Linked DNA regions of Sus scrofa: region 1 is linked to region 2. The links are chromatin contacts, called in public HiChIP or PLAC-seq maps. All regions are on one chromosome and are shown on one strand. Each heading gives the region's core, a stretch centred on a gene start, on an enhancer-like site or on the middle of the called end of the contact. The rest is flanking DNA. Distances are from core to core; before and after follow the strand shown. Region 1 overlaps LOC102158243 (a long non-coding RNA gene). Region 2 overlaps LOC106509541 (a long non-coding RNA gene).

Evidence for each region. HiChIP or PLAC-seq counts read pairs in DNA pulled down with a chosen protein or histone mark.
Region 1: a contact with region 2 is called in an H3K27ac HiChIP or PLAC-seq map of skeletal muscle. The contact joins two enhancer-like sites. A contact is called at or near these places in 1 of 47 Hi-C or Micro-C datasets (skeletal muscle) and 1 of 2 datasets of contacts at active chromatin or transcription factors (skeletal muscle).

Annotation. Positions count from the first base shown.
Region 1 is chr2:128,734,454-128,741,245 of Sscrofa11.1, reverse strand. All of the region lies in intron 9 of LOC102158243 (a long non-coding RNA gene), which reads left to right. Among named protein-coding and RNA genes, the nearest start is that of ZNF608, 580 kb to the right of the region's middle. Within about 2 kb of position 1,810, at least 21 of the 83 cell types and tissues checked have an H3K27ac peak or open chromatin away from gene starts, as enhancers often do. A contact at or near this core is called in skeletal muscle, where this site is marked.
Region 2 is chr2:128,307,255-128,314,217 of Sscrofa11.1, reverse strand. LOC106509541 (a long non-coding RNA gene) reads right to left here. Exons shown (of 3, transcript XR_001307170.2): 1 at 5,307-6,963; 2 at 2,471-2,550; 3 at 1-1,600. Among named protein-coding and RNA genes, the nearest start is that of ZNF608, 150 kb to the right of the region's middle. Within about 2 kb of position 5,102, at least 11 of the 83 cell types and tissues checked have an H3K27ac peak or open chromatin away from gene starts, as enhancers often do. A contact at or near this core is called in skeletal muscle, where this site is marked.

The DNA of each region.
Region 1 (6,792 bases), core at 561-3,060, 430 kb before region 2:
ACAACTAGAAGTAGGTTCGTGTCTGCTGCTGGCTGGTCAAAGAAATAGTGTCAGTTTTTTTAATAACAAGCTGTAAGCCCTTGCAAGTCAAAGGAAGGGAGGGAGAAAGCGAAGCAGACCCAAAGTTATTTCAGTAGGCCAGCTCCAAAGTCCTCTAAGGTTAACACTGCCTAATTAATGACAGCACCAAATGGAGCCAAAAGCGTGAAGTCTGCAAATGGCTAATAATGAGGGCTAGATAGATAGACCCCACTTTGCATGTATGTTCATAGGACTGGCTGCAAAATGTAATTGAGGTAAACGGGGTTTTTTACGTATTTCTTATTCTTTATGCTGAGAGAGAGTGTTTGCTATTCTCTTTTCTTACCTCAAAGAACCTCCATGAATTGTAGCAAATTTTACACCTGGTTGTGTCACTGCTAGACTCTCTGACACAGAAACCCTTGAAGGGCATTTACAGAGAGAGGGGGAGACACAGTCCTTCGCCTACGTTCAGTGCACATTTATCTCTTCGCAGTTATAGCTGATGGACCATTTTAACTGTCGTGTTGGGAAGGAGGTGGGGGATTGTTGTTTCCGATTCCCCAGGCTTATGCAAACCTTTCCATTCTGTTATTTAAAGGCTCAAATTCAAATCATTTTTTAAGTTCCATGACCCTTTAATGAAAACAACCAGTAAGATACAATCTGAAAAAAAGCAAGACAGATTTTAGGAACAAGGCATTTTTTTTTCTTTCCTTGGGCTTTGTTTTCCCAGTCTTGAATTAATCACAGCTGTCTTTCACCAGCAAAGGTTATTTTTATCTAGCATGCTTTAAATTAAAAAACAACAACAACAAAGGGAGCAATCTGATGTTCTTCAAGCTCCCCTAACCTTCCGCAGAAAAAAAGAGGGGAGCCATAGCTCTGAGCAGCTACGAATCCAGCTTGTAATTATATCTTCCTTGTGTTTACATGAACTTTAGTTTGCATTTCAGAAGCCTTATGGAGGGATTCCTGTGGCTGACCCAGGAGTAGTGGGGAATTTCTCCATCAAGTGAGTATTGATGAGCTGCAAAGTTCAGTGAACAGGAAAATTCTGCTCCTTTTATTGCCAATGTGACAGGTTACTTTATTACCATGCCTTTCACAGCAATTTAACAGTTACCCTGGTAACGGATTCAGTGAGGTAATGGGATCACAGGCATTAGAGCAGAGGCAGGCTGGCCGCTCCGAGCAGCCATCTGCTGGCTGCTGTTCCGAAGGCTGTCTTCCTGGAGGAGCCCTGACAATCACGGGGCCTGCATGGCAATGAGGCAGGTGAAACCGCAGGCCTGCCCTATTTAGCTGTACTCTGGTGATTTGTCTTTCTAATTCTATTGAAATAATAATCAGGATTTGTTTCTGATTAATTAACTAACCTTTTGGTAAAAAGATTAGATAACGAAATTGCTGCCTATTCAGAGATAATGAGATTTTTATTACTCTGTCAAAAGAAAAAAGTACATTTATGTGTCACCAGCCGCCGTGTCAAGAGAGGGGAAAAAAAAAAAAAAAAAAAAAGATCTAAGTCTTTGTCAGATGCTTGTATTCCTCAACAGATGAAGAGGGTGCTTGGTTTTGCAGGAACTCCTTATTCAAAGCCTTTAGGAAAAGCTTTTAAAACAGCAAACAAAGTAATAAACACGTTTAGGCCAATAGGCTTTGGGGGAGGGTGCTAATTTGTTTTAAAATGTCTCCTAATGGAAGAGAAGCGCTTGGGAGTCTCGGGAAGTTGCTTGTACTGTGTGGGTGTATTTATGTAAGTGTGAGAGTGTGAAGAAAGCAGTAAAATCTCCTCGCGAGGCTTTAAAATGACATCTGTAGACAGGCTGCTTTCCCCCTGCACTACAAATACGTCTCTGGCTTGCAGTGCATTTGTCTTCTGGCAGGAGTTGTACTGGGCAATGGGAAGGGGAAATCAGCCGAGCTTAGCAGGCTGGGAGGTCACCTGTGACTGTCACAGGTAGGCTGTGTCAGGACATGAATTATTCTAACTGGCTGAGTGAAAAGGGAAGCAGCCTTTCTCCCTGCTTCATGCAAGACACACAGCCAGTCGATTTAACCTTTTCTCTTAACTCACAGCTCAACCCTTTGTTGGGGGGTGGGGGGGCTTTCATTTTCTCATTCCTCAGTGTCTTCAATATGGTGATATGAGAAAAGAAAAAAAAAAAGAAAGAAAAAAAGCAACAAACCCGGAAAAAGGGCTTCCCTTGGATAAAGAGATGCTAAATGAGCCAAAGGGGCTGTGTGCAGCAGTCAGCATCACAGGGAACAAAGCACAGTGTATTTCCAAATAGAACTTCACAGGGCTACAGTATTGTTTTAATTACTAAAACCCGAGGAGGAAACAGAGTGCGTGTCTCTTCCTGCGATGCAGTAAAACTGAGGAGCGGGAAGGAGGGCCAAGCGGTTGGGCTGGGACCCAGCTGAGCATTTTGTTAAAGTGTATTTGTGTCACTGCCTTTTCACATTCAATGAGACACTTATGTTTCCTGTGACATCCTGTGGCCTTGGCTGCCTCAGTTTGTGTGTATATGAACATGAAAAGATTTCAAGTTCTAAAAATGGAAGTTTCTGTTCTGAATTTTATGTGGTTCGCAAACAAGTTGAAACAGACCAAAAAAAAAAAAAGGAAGGGGATCAAATGTGCACATTCCAGATCCCTCTCCTTTATTTTCAGCCCCTCCCGCTCTCCAATTGTCAGCTAACGGGCTCCATTTCTGATAAAAGATGCTTGACAAAGAAAGAGAAATAAGACATTGGAAAGGAGAAGCCTGCTGCCAGGGTGGGGATTTCTGATAGTTCATTGCCAATAGCTTTTTACAGGAACTTGATCCTGCTGGCGCTGTACCAACTGAAGGGAAAGAATGCGGCGGGGGCGGGGAGCCTTTGTCTTCCGACTCCCACTCCCTGTGAAATATAGGGTTAATATTAGCAATTATTATTAAAATTAGCCAAATGTTATTAAATGATCTTTGTATAGAAGAATAAGTATAGTTTTCCCTTTGGCAGACAATGACATCTGCAGCTCTACATTTTCGTGAAATGACTATACTTAAAAACATTACTTCATTTTCATGGTATTTCTTTTGTGCCTAGGAGCAACCCTGTAATTGTTCACTTCAATTACAACATTACTATTTTAAACTGAAACCCATTTTATCTGCATGCCAGCTTTTTATTTGTTTTACCAACTATATCTATTTCCATTACTGCAAGGCTGATGGTTTGTCTCAAGAGGAAATCAAATCCATTAATTCAGAAATTTCAAGCCCGACTAGCTCTGCCATAAGCAGCATTTCTTATGCTAATAGCAAATGTGCTGAGACTGAAAGGAACTGACATGGCCCTGTTTTTTATCATAACTTAAGCATTTATGTAAGAAGGCAAATCTAATAGTACTAGGAAACTGTAAGTGTTATTATATATAATTCACTTTCCTGAGATCTGGACAGGGCTCTGGTTTGTGTAGCCATGGTTTAAATCAGGCTGCCACGAGACTTTAACTCACCTGACTTTTCCTATTTAGTCGACATATGGTTTCACAACAGATACATCTAGCATGAAACTAGATTGTGGAGTCTTTTTTTTTTTTTTTTTATTCTCGACTTTTTGTCTTTCCTCCTTTAAAGAGGAAAAAGGAGGAAAGAAAAGAGAGACTTTTATCAATGCATGAAAAACCATAGTAATTTTGCATTCAGGTGACATATGAAACTTATCCTTGTAACAGCACTAGCCTGAGACAAACCCGGCCCCATTCTGCTTCATTTTTAATGCACACTGTTTGGGTTTTATCACATGGTTTGTGTTCAGTTAGATAGCTTGCCTCGATAAAATCTGACTCTGACCCAGAAAAAAAAAAAGGTGGGGGGGGGGAGAGAGAAAGACAGAGAGAGATGGCTCCTGATGCCTGCATAAGCTTTTGCAGGCTCTGTGACCTGTTTATGTCAATGGTAAAGTGTAAGAGATTACTATCACAGAACCCCATCATCTTCTGGGATCTAAAAAATACAGAAAGCTCTCAAGGACCCCGATCCGCCTTTGTCACCACAAAGCCCTTCGGTGCTGTAAATCTGTCCTCATTGGAAGCTCTTATACACCAGCCGTCACCGATAAGCTTGGGAGAAGCAGACAAGCTTTTAGGAACTACTGAACCATGAAGTTGACCTGCTTAGGGTTTTGTTGTAGGCTATTAAATCCAGGATGGCCGTTTTAAGATGATTCTACTTTCTTCTTCCCTTGGCCTGGTTAAGCAACTCTACCCCCAGCTCATTATTTGGCTGATTAAAAAAATAAGAAAAAGAATAGAACAACCTGCTGTTTGAGAAGACGACCTTCACACATCCATTTAATGAGAGTGACTTACGCTGACGTCGTTTATGGGCTCAAGCAACTTGACACTAATTTCGCAGCTAAGAAAAGATTTACTAACTGTACATACTGCTCTGTTTTTGTTGGCATGGGTACCATGATTCTTTTCTCCAAAAACAGGCCCAAAATCTTTTGTAAACATGCATTATTTGGTTAACACATTGTAAATGGATCCCAGTTGTGTGGCACAAGCGCTCTTCACTATTATGTAAACAATTATTCACTGAAAGGCTTGCTTTAAATTGTAAATGAATATATTTCGGCTGTAATGTTACTTTCAGGCCTGCCCAGTGGTATAAATCTGGTCATTTGTTTTTTGCACTCTGCCTATTACTAACCAGTTAGAAATGTGCTGATTATTTGCACAAGCCTTTCACACTGCGAGCACAGTTAAATTGCTGTTTTATTTTTCCTGTGTTTGATGAGTGTTAACAAGAGCGCCATTTGAGGAAACCCAAACCAAATACAGCTCTTTAATTGGGGCTGGGGGTGTTTGGGAAAAGCCACCCGGTGAGTAATTCTACTGTTTAAGGCTTGAAAGTTCACCTACCCCACCATAGACTCAAGGCAAGACTAATTAAAGGGGGCTGACAAAAATTCAGTGCCTTTCTCAGGCAACCCAAAGAGCTTGAAATATGGTACATCCAGTTATAGGGAAGTAGATTTACTTGGTGATCTCATTCCCAGCTCTCTCTTTTCAATGCCTGCATTGCCAAGCAGCTCCATGTTTGGGTTAGGTGATTTGGCATTCTGTATCCCTCAGAGGAAGCACAATTTAGAGATTAAACAATATGGTGCTTTCATTGGGCAATGACTTGCCTTTGAAGAGTCTGCTCAGGAGCTGATGAAAGTTCCAGCTGACTCAAAGAGCTTTGTCTTCTCTCTTGTTTTTTTTTCCCCCCTAAACAGTCAATGATTCATTTTAAAAGTTTCCCCATCCCTTGTAGTTTAATGGCATTTCAGTAATGTGCTGATCTGCAAGGCTCTGGAGACAAAAATATGATGACCTCAGATGATCTCCTTGGTGTGAAGCAGAACAAGCATTGTAAGTTTATCTAGCTCCTTTGATAGAGCTGCAAAACTATACTGGCACTGCCTTAGATAGTGCTGACCTGAGATCAAGCCTAGGATAATGGAAAGTGCCCCAGGTTCTAGCCCCGGATTTGTCCCTAACTAGTTCAGTGACTTCGGATGCTCATTTTCATCTCTGTGAGCCTTACCTGTGACATGATAAGATGAGGCAGCATGAACATTATTGTTGTTCCAAAACTAAAATTCTAGGATGCCTGGGGTGCATAATTCTGACTGCCTTTTTGCATCCATAATTAAAGATAAGGGAGACTCAATGGTCAAATTATATGGGCTTTATTAGATAAAGATGAGGCTCTTTGTTTCCATATTGAATATTAAAAAAGGAAATCTGTAGTTTCCTTGTTACTGCAAATGTTGTAGAGTTAATATGAAATAGGTACACTTTCCTCAATACACATCCTTTGAAGCCACACATGCTTGTGCTATCCTTAAGTAAACCACATGAGTCATACATTTTAGATCTAAAATAGTTGATACTTGTATTCTTTCCAGTTTATTTCATATACTCTCTCCTTCAGTGATCAGGATTCGAGCTACCGTTTTCTTCCCGATGTGCTATTTATTTAGGTGTTCTGTTTTACATATTGAATTCCATTTAGGTGAAAGTATGAAAGCAATGGGCACATCGATATATATTTCTGTGAAAATAAACATATAGGCGCCTCCCCCATCTGAAACTTTCTCTTCTCTGGATATTGATTCAGGTTATCATTCATGACAACTGGAACCATAAGCTTTAAGTACAAAAAGCCCATCTAAGAACTATTATTATCACTTTTGCTATAGTGGCAAATATAGGATTTATTCCATTCTTTTGCTGCGCTAAACAGTTTTCTAAATAAGAAGCAGACACACTCCTGAGTATTTCTCTTACCCATTCTATATGTTATGTGTGAAAGTCCACAGAGAAAACGGAATTATTTTTGAATCACATTTGTTTTAGTTAGAAAGTACACTGAATTTTTTTTCAATGTGTGCTTCTTAGGTAGTCCTGAATCCTGAGACTTGGTTCATGTTAAAATTTAGATGCTAGAACAAACTAAGTAGTAGCAATGCCTCCTTTCATCACTCTTCCCATCCACCATGCCTTTCATTCAGTGCTTCCTAGAAAAATAGATATTTCATTATTCACTGTTTCTTTGTCCATGTCTGACCCTGCCAGGCAGACAACTGGCTGTCGTGATTTTACTTTTCAGCTCTCCACTTTATAACCCAGTGTCTAGCAATACCCCATTCAGAAGAGGGAACCATTTATTTCAGGCCAAATGTGTAGAGTATTGATAAAGTCAGCTTAAAGCTGAAATATGT
Region 2 (6,963 bases), core at 3,853-6,352:
GCTGTTCAACCCCAAGAAAGGCAGTATCGGTTCTTTCCCCTTTCCAGCAACATGGAACCCGTGGCTTTTAGCTGAGCACATGGTAGACCAGATTAAAGTCCTTGTGCTTGGGGGTGGACATATAACTAAATTCTTTCCGATAAGTTATATGCAGAAATAACAGGTGCAACTTCCAGAGTATGTCTTTAGAAGGAAGAGAATGCCCTCTCTTTCCCTCTTTTCCCCTTCCTGCCTCCTGAAATGCCTGAATAGTGGAGAGTAATCTTGGATTACTGCAACAAGGAGATTCGGGAGCAGTAAGATAGAAAGGCAGCATGGAGCCACACACTTTACAGCTTTTCTGCTTATACTCAAGACTGTTACAGGAGAGAGAACTGAGCTTCTGTTTTTCTTTCACATTGTATTTTGAGTTTCTTTTCCAGTAGCAAACATATATCTTAACTATCGAATGGCTCCAATTTTTGAGATTCTCAGTCAACTTAGATTGATGGTCTTGGAAGAAGCACTCCTCTTATCAGTGCTGTATTTTCTTCCACATGTTTGTAGACTGTGTGTCTCTGAATCAGTTCATTGCTCCCTTAAGGCTTTGCTAAAAGCAATAAGAAGGGTCCAACGCATGCCAACATTCTCTATTACTTAGGAGTCAGTAGACAATGTTTCTAGAGTCTGAAAAACTGTTTTGCCCTGTTGCATATGGATGAACCAGCTTTACCTCCTGCAATACTGCCCTCACTTTCCCACCCCTTCCATTAAGCAAATTAAACATTTTTGGTTCTATTACTTGAAGCATCCTTTCCTTGCTACACCCCCTGCCAGTTCTGATACCATATTCTATTTCCGTTAGGTATTCCATTTGGCTGCGCAAATCAGGGAACTGCAAATTGGAGGGTTAATGTGGAGGATGAGGGAAGGATGGCTCATGTTAAAACCATTATTGCCGGATCTATGAATCTTTTCATTTTTTCCTACTGCAAAATTACTAGTTGATTCCAGCTACTAGAGGAAAACGCATGAGAACAAAACGTGTGCCCTTCAGCTGCTTCTGTCCTATTTTAAGTAGCTTTAAGTAACTTCCTCTTAGATACCATTGGCCAGATGTGTGCTCTACGGCCATTGCTGAGTGCATAGAAGGCTGGGACTGTGGCTTTCAAATCCAGGCACAAAGCCACTTCCACCAAATTAGGATTGGGGCTGCCAAGAAAGTCAAAACAGGTTTGTTTGTTTTTTCTTTTATGCAGGTCATGACCCATTCTAAAATATTGATGAGTTGACAGTTTAGTCCAATGGAAAATGTGTATTTTCCCAATCCCAAAAATACACGCTCCTCTCCTTTTGTATTTCCCTAAATATATATCGAGCTATTGAAGGTCCCTGAAGGAAGTGCTTTCATCAGTAGGGTCTCTCATTTGGGCATCTTTACTAAGAAATGTCCAAAAGGCATGTATTACCTAGATAGTACAACTCGTGATCGGGTTTCAGAAATAACAGTACAACGTGTGAAAGAGCTGTCAATGCCCAATGCAGTCTTTTCTGGGAGGCTTCTTTTTCGCATGAGAGCAATGGATATCCTGTGCTTAAAGAAGGCTGTCAGAACTGCTCTCTGAAAGAAAGAGAGAGAGGGGGAGACATGAAAGGATAGATGGAAAGGGAAAGGGGAAAAGGAAAAAAAAGGAAAACATCAGACAAAGTGACATGACCGGGTTAGGTAAGCTAATCACACTCTTCCTCTCTGAGACGCTAGAAGCTGTAGCGAAGAAGAATTTAAATAAAACAAGCTCTGTCTCCAGCACACCGTTAGTGACGGTCTGTGGCCACTATCATTTTTCTCCTTCTGGGAATTCAATTTGTCCCTATTATGCCAAGGTCACGGATTGAGGGATCTTAGTGGCCATCAGGGCTCTACCTTTGAAGCAAAGGGTCAGTGCATTAGTACAAAAGGGAATTAATCCAGTGTGCTGGCTCACCAAATGGTGGTTAATTCATTTAAAGGGAATGACCAGGGTTCCTATTCTAGGTTTCCATCTGGACAATCAGAAGCCTCCCTTCTCCCAAACACGAACTTCATTAATGAATATTCAACGGAAAGTATTACTTCATTGTCAGCTCTAATTGCTAGTTTTACCTTATTAGTAGAAGCATTTCTGTGGCTGAGCCTGACATACATTTGTTTGCACACTGTTATTAGTCAAGACTCAGTGAAGTCTTGTAATTAACACCTCCACATTATCTCATGCAGTGAAAGCAAAGACAAAACCAGATGACTCACTTTGTTTTAGCTTTGCTCTTGTTTTCTGATATAGAAGCACTTAAGGAGAAGTGTAAGCTCATCAGAATGCCATATGGAGCCAACAGAAACCATAAAAGGGTTTTCAGGAAGCAGTGCATGGAAGTTCATTAAGTGAACAGCACTACAATCAACATGCTGATTTAAAACTCTACCTGGCACTAATAAATCGCACAGGTACATTACCTGCTTCACACTTAGCAACCATTCCAGGTCACTGATGAAGGATCCACGGTTCCCAAGAAGCAGGCAAGATAACATATTCTCTGTAAACATAATGAAGTTAATGATTCACAGGACAATTAAATAGCTTTCCGAAACCTTATCAGTGTAGAGATAAAGTAGACCAAGACAATAACTGTATTTTAATCATGCCTACCATTCAGAACACTGTGTCTAAAAGCCAGCTCCCTGCAGCCGCTCACTGATATTTCCGTGGAAGAAGGCGGGGTGAGGGGGGTTGTCAACAGTTCATATTTCAGTTTTATATTTGGAAAGAGATCTTTTTCAAAATGCCTCTTTTTTTTTTAAATGTTTAGCAAAGGAGAGTTTAAAAACCAAGACAACATTCTTTTTCATTGAATTCATAAAAAGTGTCATTGTTTAATTTGCATTTTTAAATGCAAAAATAAAACACCAAGCCTTAGCAGAGAGAGCGATACCATCACCTGAGATTTTAGCTGTTGAATCTGCAAACGTGGTCATGGTTTAAATGAAAGAATTGCTTATTTACTGTTTGCGAATACTTTCCCAAGACAGTACAGACAAAGTGAAAAGCAACTACAGTAGGAAAGAGGAACCATATATATGCAATGACATGGCAACCTTTCTAACCTTTGAATTAGAATACAACCTTTTGATTTGTATTCCCAAAGCAATGAAGGATCTGGCTATTAAATTAAAATCACTGTTATACACAACTTGTCCTAGCTGAAAAGTCATATAGCAAATTGTGTTTTCAAATGAAGAGAGGCACCAAATTCTAATGGACCCCTGTCTGCACTAAATTTCCAATATTACGAAAGTATCCATCAGAAAAAAATAAGAATGACCCCCGTCCATGCCACCCAGAGCAATCCACAGATTCAGTGCAAGATGTCAATGGCCTCTTTCACAGAAATAGAGCAAACATTCCTGAAAGGTATAGGGAACCACAAAAAAGCCCATATAACCAAAATGATCTTGAGAAAGATGGCCGGAGGCATTACACTCACTGATTTCAAATTATATTACAAGGCTATAGTAATCAAAATAGTATGATTTTGGCACAAAAATAGATATCTAGATTAATGGAACAGAACAGAGAACCCCGGGGGGGGGGGGAGGGAGTCATGCCTATATGGTCAATTAATCTATAACAAAGGAGTCAAGAATATACAATGGATAAAGGACATTTTCTTCAATACATTGTGTTGGGAAAACTGGGCAGCCACATGCAAAAGAATGAAACTGTACCACTCTCTTAGACCATACACAAGAACTAACTCAAAATGGATTAAAGACTTGAACAAAAGACCTAAAACCATAAACTTCTAGAAGAAAACATGGGCGGTCAGCTCCTCGATATCAGTCTTGGGGATGATTTTTTGGCTCTGACTCCAAAATCAGAAATAAACAACCCGGCAGATACCAAAACCAAAAAACATCTGCACAGCAAAGAAAACCATCAATGAAATGAGAAGACAACCTATGGACTAGAAGAAAGTACTTGCAAATTGTATATTGGATAAGGGGCTAATAGCTAAAATATGTAAAGAGCTGATACAGTTCAACAGCAGCAAGAACAAAACCAACCAATTAAAATAGGGGCCAGGAAACTGAAGAGATATTTTTCCAAAGAAGACATAGTATATGAAAAGATGCTCAGCATCACTAATCATCAGGGAAGTACAAATCAAAACCACAATGAGATATCACCTCACGCTGTTAGAATGGCTGTGAAATAACAAGTGTTGGCAAGGATGTAGAGAAAAGGGAATCCTTGTGTACTGTGGGTGGGAATGAAAATTGGTGCAGCCACTGTGGAAAACAGTATGGAGGTGCCTCAAAAAACTAAAAATGGAATTACCATATAACCCAGCAATTCTGCTTCTGGGTATTTATCCAAAGATAAATGAAAACATTAACTGGAAAAGATAAATGCACACCCATGTTAACTGCAGCATTATTTCCAATATGTGTGACATGGAAACAGCCTAAGTATCCATTGATGGATGAATGGATAAAAAAATATGAGATACATAGATACAAACATACACATACATACATATATCATATATATGTGTATACATATACACACATATGTATGTAATTCAGCCATAAAAAAGAATAAAATAATATCATTTGTGAAGCTATGGAATGACCTTGAGAGCATTACACTAGGTGAAATAAGTCAGACAAATACTGTATAATCACACTTATATGTGGCATCTTTAAAAAAAAAAAAAAAAGCTCATTGGTACAAAGAACAGATTAGTGGTTGCCAGGGGCAGGGGTGGAGGTTAAGCAAACGAGTAAAAGGAGTTGCTAAAAGAATCAATCGTAAAAGTTTTCATCATACACAAAAAAATGGTAACCCTGTACAAGGATGGATATTAACTAGACTTACTGTGATCATTTCATAATATATATCGAATCATGATGTTGTACACCTGACACTAATATAATGTTCTGTCCATTATAGCTCATTAAAAAAAAAAAAAATCAAATGCCCCACATTGCCTGGCTCCTCTGGAACACTGCTGCTGGGCTGTAACTGACCATGCCGAGAGGCAACTGCCCAAGCCTTTGACATCGTCACTTGAACCATTCACGTCAGCTCTGTGTGTTACTGATTTAGCGTTTTGCGCCTGCACTGGGCTGATCTAAACGACTGAGTCAGTGACTGCATCCAGGCAATTTGAGAAAAGTAGTAAACACAGCAGCTTCATTGCTGAGATCCCAGGGGTGCCCTCCCAGACCCAGTAGGAAAACCTCTGCTGAGACTCGCAGGCGGCGATTTGGCTCCCCATCTGGATTTTACCTCTGCCGAAAAATGCCACCAGGAAAACCTTTCCCCTTCCCACTGCTCTGCAGGTTTTGGCAATGGATGGCTCCTTTGCCCTACGGGTGCAGTGTTGGCCTTCTTGAGCCAGAAGAGCACAGTCTGAAAATAGAAACAGGGGCTGTTTTGTGGCCATTGAATAGGAAGGCTAATAATAGCATTGCTTCATTGTTTGGCAAGGACTTCAGGCTACCCCAGCCAAGGAGCAGCACACTCTGCAGTAACCAAATCATAAAATTTCTCCAGGGAATGGTGCAGCTTTTCAGAACATGTTTTATATTCTGGGATTGCTCGGGAAGGAAATAGTTGAGAAGTTGTTTTGACATAAGTGTGGTTTGTTTCCAATTTGAAGGCAGAGGGAGGGGCTGGAGAGATGAGCCAGGAGGTCAGTCGCAGAAGGGATGCAAAAAAAAAAAAAAAAACGTGTCGTTAAGGAGTTCCTGACAGGTGGTGAGAGGGCTGTAGCTCTGGAGCCCAGGCCTGGCGGGGTGTCTGTCCCCGTTGGGTTCCCAGTGTGCTCTCAGCATCGCCTTTCACACTCCTGTAATGTTTATTTCTGTTGAACTTAAAGGATGACCTTTTCCAAACTGCAGTACATTGTTGACCCACATGCATTTCTGAGACCTAATTTCCCTGAATGCCTTCCTTGTTCCTGCCGAAGAGAACTCTGTTCGAGAAAATAGGAAGAGGCTGAGGATAAAGAGCGTTGGCATGGAAATCTTTGAGGCATTGAATCCTGCCTGCTATTAATAATTTAGAAGTGTTTTTAATGCCCTGATAGGGAAGGAAGGTTTTTTTTTGACACCAAAGGCATCTAAATATTAATTTCAGAGGAATTGGTTGTTACAAGCAGTTAACATCCATTTTGTTAGTTGACCTCCTGAGGAAGGTTAATGCACTAAAATCTGGTCATTAAGTATAGTAACAAATGTTTTTTCAGGGAGGTTATTACTATCATAAACTCTAATCCATGGTTCACAGGCAGCAGCCTCTAGTGCAGTGCTCTGACTAATGAAGAATTAACTATTTCTGAGCAGTTAATAAAGATTTTTTCCCCCCACCAATCAACATACTCTACATGATCCTTATAATTACTAAAAGCATTAAGCTCTGGGTATGAGTTGCCTGCATGTCAGACCGGAATTCTGTTCTGAGTAAATGACAAATGGCAAACCTAATCCCATTCCACTTAATTTTTTTTTTCCCCGAACATGTTCACTGAAATAAGAAATAATGGAATTCCTAAGTATGAGAAAAAGATGGTCCAGTACAAAGCATTTGCTAAATGAGAATTGATGAGGTCTTTAGTCATATTTTATTGTGATGGAAGATTTTATGCTGTGCTTTAGTTCTTGCTAGAATTGAGAAGTTAATTGGCTACAAACAGGGCCTCTTTGCCCATTGGTTTGTTTTATTTTGTTTTTCCTGGATTAAAGAGCGTGCATTCTACAGGAACGCAGGAGGCAGAGGCTTGTATGAGAAACACTCATACCTACCTCCTCACCATAAGAGGGAAAAGGTACAACCTAACCTTTCTAAAAAGCCTCAGGGCAGTGTTTTGCTTTTCAATGGAAAGGTCGTCCAGAATTAATTAAAGTCACTTTCCTGCTGAGGACAGAGCATTTGGCTTTACTTT